Regions from separate parts of the Lactuca sativa genome. Here region 2 is linked to region 1. The links are chromatin contacts, called in public Hi-C maps. All regions are on one chromosome and are shown on one strand. Each heading gives the region's core, a stretch centred on a gene start, on an enhancer-like site or on the middle of the called end of the contact. The rest is flanking DNA. Distances are from core to core; before and after follow the strand shown. Region 1 holds the start of LOC111884936 (UDP-glucose 6-dehydrogenase 1). Region 2 holds the start of LOC111884937 (H/ACA ribonucleoprotein complex subunit 4).

The links. A called contact is a pair of places that touch in the nucleus more often than the background predicts.
Region 2: a contact with region 1 is called in a Hi-C map of leaf, with 2.8 times the contacts expected there. The contact joins the promoter of LOC111884937 here to the promoter of LOC111884936 in region 1. A contact is called at or near these places in 3 of 4 Hi-C or Micro-C datasets (leaf and seed).

The regions. Positions count from the first base shown.
Region 1 is chr4:374,450,763-374,453,576 of Lsat_Salinas_v11, forward strand. It overlaps LOC111884936 (UDP-glucose 6-dehydrogenase 1), which reads right to left and starts at 1,374. Exons shown (of 2, transcript XM_023881234.3): 1 at 1,218-1,374; 2 at 1-483. The coding sequence starts at 456.
Region 2 is chr4:374,657,911-374,660,724 of Lsat_Salinas_v11, forward strand. LOC111884937 (H/ACA ribonucleoprotein complex subunit 4) reads right to left here and starts at 1,410. Exons shown (of 1, transcript XM_023881235.3): 1 at 1-1,410. The coding sequence starts at 1,148.

The DNA.
Region 1 (2,814 bases), core at 124-2,623:
GATTTGGAAGTTGATTCCTTTGCTGTTGTGTGTGAGGATTTTTTCGATGGCTTCGGCGGTTTTGACCGGGACGGTTGACTTTTCGACGACGATTTTGTCGGATTTTGACACGTCAGCAATCATGCGGGCGGCGGATTCCCAGTATGTGAGGTCGGCGGCTTTTCCGGCACCGAGGCCGCGGGTTTTTGTCGGGGTGTTGACTGAGACGAAGACTATGTCGGCTTCACATACGTGTTTTTCTACATCGGTGCTGAAGAAGAGGTTTTTGCCTCTGCATTGCTTTACCACATCGTCTAGGCCTGGCTCGTAGATCGGGAGATTGTCGCTGTTCCAGGCGGTGATACGGGGGACGGAAATGTCCACCACCGCCACTTGAATGTTGGGGCATTTCAGTGCTATCACTGCCATTGTGGGACCCCCGACATATCCAGCTCCAATGCAACAGATCTTCAACATTTCTATTTGTTTCAGTAAACCAGGAATCTGAAATCAGAATCGGAATCGGAATCAGAATTGGAACTATGTAAAGAAAAATTGTGCAAAAAGGTCATACAGGATCTGCATTCATGAATACAATTGCGAATATGTATGAAGGAAAAATGTTTTTAATGACTAAACCCTTTCATAATTTCGTGATCTAGCTAGCAGTTTCATACACTAAACAAACATGGATATTCGTATGAATATAAGATACATGTAATTGAACATGGAACGCTTAATTACATAGACAAATTTCGGTTAAATTTACTGTTCCTGAAAACCTAGAAAACTCAAACCGACAGAAGATTTATATATGTGTCTATCAACTTAGTATTGCATGGAACAGAACACAGATCTGCTACAATATGAGCAGCTGAATAAACAGATTTAGTAAAATTAAAACACTGTAATTCGATTACAAGTAAATATCCTTCACCGCATTTATAATCGACACATAAATCACAGATCTAACGCAAAAACTTCCGATTTACACAAACCAAACCAAAATTCAGTTCATAAACAGCACTAAATTAAAAGGATCTTGCACAAACACTCAATTAACTTCACGAGAAATTGATATAATCGAAGAAACATAAGGATTAATACCACACTCAACAGTAAATGATAGATCCGTTCCTCTAGATCACCGACAACTAAATTCGCATCGATAATTGACAAACAACAGATAAAAGACGAAAATTCAGTCAACTATAAACAATCATGAGCCGAATTGTTACCTCTTAGATCGATTGATCGTGAATCAGACGTCAGAGGGAGTGTTTGCTTCTCTTACAGAGATCTGTCAAGTAATGTGTAGGATAAATCAGTGAAAGCGGGGACAGGTTTATATACTTGTGGAAAGTGCTTGATTTGCCCTCGAGATATAAAATAATGACACTTAGCGTCCCTCTCGTAAACTTACGTTTTAAATCGCTAGAAAATATTGCACTAACCTCCCCTAATATTTGGCCATATTACAACAAGTACCCTTCACTAATAGAGTTTTTGATTTTTTTCAGCCCTACATACTACAAATGCATTAAAACCTAATAACGCCAGCAAATTAAGTCGGTGGTCTTTTGTTTGGTTGGATTCCATATTTGTATTTGCGTATGGGTAAAGGGCAAATATGTAATTATATAATACAATATGATCAAAATTCAAATACGGTGGGTTGTTGGCATAGTAAAGGATTTTGAAAACCATTGACGTGGAGAGCTCAACGCGTCAAACCACAAACATTGGCGGATTAACACCTAGGGGTAATATAGTAATTAGACTTAATGCTCATAAGGTTGGGGAAACACAGTATTATGAAAAGAAATTCCTTTTCCCTTTAATAGATTATATCTCCATTTGAAAATTCTATAATCTTAGGTTTACTTTTTTTTTTTTTTTTTTTTTTTTTTTTTTTTTTTTGTGTGTGTGTGTGTGTGGGGGGGGGGGGGGGGGGGGGGATATTATTAGAAAGGGATATAGATCATAGTTACCATAAATCAAATAGATATTATATGGTACTAATTTAAAAGAAACAATTTTTTTCTATATATATAATAATTCATGATTTAAAATATTATATTATTTAATTTTATAAAACATAAATTATTATGTAAAGAAAAAAAACTTGTGTATAAATCACTTTTATTACATAGTGACTACATGCGTTCGAAAAGTATGAAATTACTTTGGCAATTCCAATTTCCAAGAGGTAAAAACTATAAGTCAATGCACCATACATTTTATTTTAAAATTTTAAAATAAATTGATTTTTGGATTTGTTTTTTTTTTTTTTCTTTTTTTACTTCAAAAATCTGAACACGTATAAAACTTTTCGATTATATGATGGTGGCAAGACATTTTTCAAAATAGGTATATTTACTTTGAAATTTCAAAACTGCTTATCATTTGCTAAGAGACAATGTTTTAGAAAACGCATCCTAGAACCTAAACAAAATCGTTAATGGATTAAACATGACAAAAATATAGAGGTTTTTTGCATACCTGGAGGAACATGGCAAAAAATAAATGGTGTTATGTAATAGATAACATTGAAATAGAGTAAATATGGTATAGATTTGCAAGCAAATATAAATTATGTTGATTTGGTTCGAGTTGTGGTTAGCAAAGTTAATACAAAATAACACGGTAAAATTATATCATTGAATGCATAATGTAATTGAAATAGTTGACGATAGTGACACAAGACACTTTGTGGGTGTTGTGTGTTCTTTGTTTCTAGGGATGTTACTTTTTTATGTAGTTGTCACGTATGTTCAAAATAAATTTTTATAGTTTTTGATGTTAAAATAATTTACATATTGTAAAAATATTGTC
Region 2 (2,814 bases), core at 160-2,659, 210 kb after region 1:
AACCCCCATTTCCTAGGATAAGTATCTCTATCCATCACCACCCTCTTGATCTTCGCCACAACTCCATGATCACAAGTAGCCATTACAGCAGTAGTCATCTCTGCAATCCCAAGAGCAATCGCTTCCCCTTTTGTAGTCATCAACACCACTTCTTCGCCATTTTCAATGTCGTTTTCGAATCTTAACAAACCTGGAATCATCAGTTTAGCACCATAACAGATTGCATTCACAGCAGAGTCCTTCACGACTAATCGTTTGTAGCTGGTTAACAAGACCTCTAATGGCATGATCACACGGCGGAGATAAGTTTCGTCTCTGTAATTGTCGTAACTCCATTGTGCATCCATGACATCATGCATAGTTATCATGTTATCTTTCTCCCCCATGATACCAGATCTGACTCTTCTCAGTTCCTGCATATGTCCACCAACGCCCAAAATCAAACCTAAATGAACACAGAGTGTTCTCACATACGTACCAGCTTCACACGAGATCCAGAACACGACCAAATGCTTATCGGCATCATACTCCAGGAGTTTGCTTTCGTAAATGGTTCTAATCCTGAGCTGTCTTTTAACAGCTGAAATCAATGGCGGACGTTGGAAAACTGCACCGGTTAACGTCTCCAATGCGCGAGCCACTTTCGCGACATCAGGCACATCGGAATGAAGTCGAGCAACACATACGTACTCTTTTCCGGCACCTTGTTGTGATTTAACAAGGCGAGTGGCTCTATCGATGCAAACGATTAAGTTCCCGGTGACTTTTGGGTCGAGTGTACCGCTGTGGCCGGTTTTTTCGACTCGGAGGATCCGTTTGATCCAAGCTACAACCTCGTGCGAGCTAGGGTTAGCAGGTTTATCGAGGTTGATAACACCATACCTGATGTACTCAGCGAGGGGGCGTTTGAGAGGAGAGTAGCCAGAGGGAAGTGGCGTATAGTGTCCTGTTCGAACGTTAAGGCGGTCATAGTTCTTGAGGAGAATCGGCCATTCGGAGGTGTCAATCGATGGAGTGAAGCTCTGTGGTTTAATGAGATAATCGACAGCGTCAGTGGCATCGTCGGAATTTTTGTTGATCGTATCTTGGTCTTTGGATTTGCTCTTCTTTTTCTTCTTCTCTGAACGATTAAGCTCGAGTTCGGACATGGCGGGTTTCCGGCGTCGGGGTAAAGAGCAGCTTGCTGGGGGAGTGAGCTGTATGCTTGGCAGAGGTGGCTAGGGTTTTGGAAAAGGTGGAAGCTTGGGTTTAGGGTTTTTTGATGGTACTTTTGAAGGATGGGTAAAGTTCGCATGTGGGTATCTACTCATAAGTTTAAATGCTCCCACCCATTCCGATACTGACACGTGGAATGGAAAATGTGTGAGGTTATGCTTTCAAATAATGAAACGAAAATGAGCGAAAATGAATTTAGTGGGTACTTTTGATAACGCCTAATAACGTTTAAGAACACTGTTTTTTTTTTTTAAATGAATTTAGTGGGTATTTTTGATAACGCCTAATAACATAGAACACTTTTTTTTTCCTGCTACTAATGCATGTTGTCTACTCCTAACACTTTAAAGTATTTTTGATCATTAAATTATTATTTTTTTTTGCACACAATAAGTTATTAAACTTACAATTTATATGTCTGGTAAACAGTGACGAGTCTACAATAAAAAACCATATGATTCATTAACTTTTCTATAGTAAATTTTCTATATAAATTCAAAGATTTTATTGGTAAGATAACTCCTAAATTTTTCATAAAAAGATAAAAAAAAATTCAATAGATATTTTACATAAATTAGAAAAATTAGGTGGGTCATTGGACCCACCTTCCATGTGAATAGTCTCGCCAATGTTGCTAAGTTATTTTCGTTAGTTTTTAATAGCTCCCCATTAAATCAGTTATTCTAAATTACACAATTGATCCATGTGTTTTCAAGTTCTTTCATGATTTGTCTTAATCCATTGACATACATGCTTCTCTGTTTCAATTCTAGTGACCCCCATCTTTTCTGATGACCCTTCCATCTCCGACGACAATGAAGAAACTATCATCCACATTGGTTGCAAATGTTGTATTGTTGTTCATTACCTTCCCATTATTTAATCATACATGCCTCAACACTTATCGATGGAGTAACCTGTCACCCTATGTGTAACGTCCCAAAAATTAAGATCAAATATTTCATTTTAATTATAAATAAACTGTAACATCCCAAAATACGAAGGTAAAAATTTCATTTTTAAAACAACCAAAACACTCATTTATCATTTACTCAAACACTTAAAAATATTTTATAAAAAAAAAACAATTATCACAGTACAATCCCAAAATCATACAGTTGCGGAAAGCATGGGTGTATGCGTTGCGATCAAGTCGGGCCCTTCCCATTTGAACCGAAAGTACCTAAATCCATAAAACAACAACTATAAGTACAAAGTTTAGTGATTTTCCCAAATACCACATACCATGCATAACATACATATCCAACATCCAATAGGAGGTGTTATGTGCCAACCATAGTCTTGCCATTATGCCACGAGCCGTATCATGGTCTTTCTTGAGAGGTCAGGGGCCAAAACCCTGGGCCTTATAGATAAGTGCCAGGAGCCACCTCCAGGTCTTCCATGCAAGCAACACAAAGACAACTTGTATATAATCTACAACTACTTATCTACTTAATTGTCAGAGACCAAACTTTGGTCTTACATATAAATTTGCCAGGAGCCACCTCCTCGTTTTTCATATAAATGCCAAGGAACACCCCTGGTCTTCCTATAATACATAAACCAAATGGGCCGGTATTGGTGTCTTCGACCCAT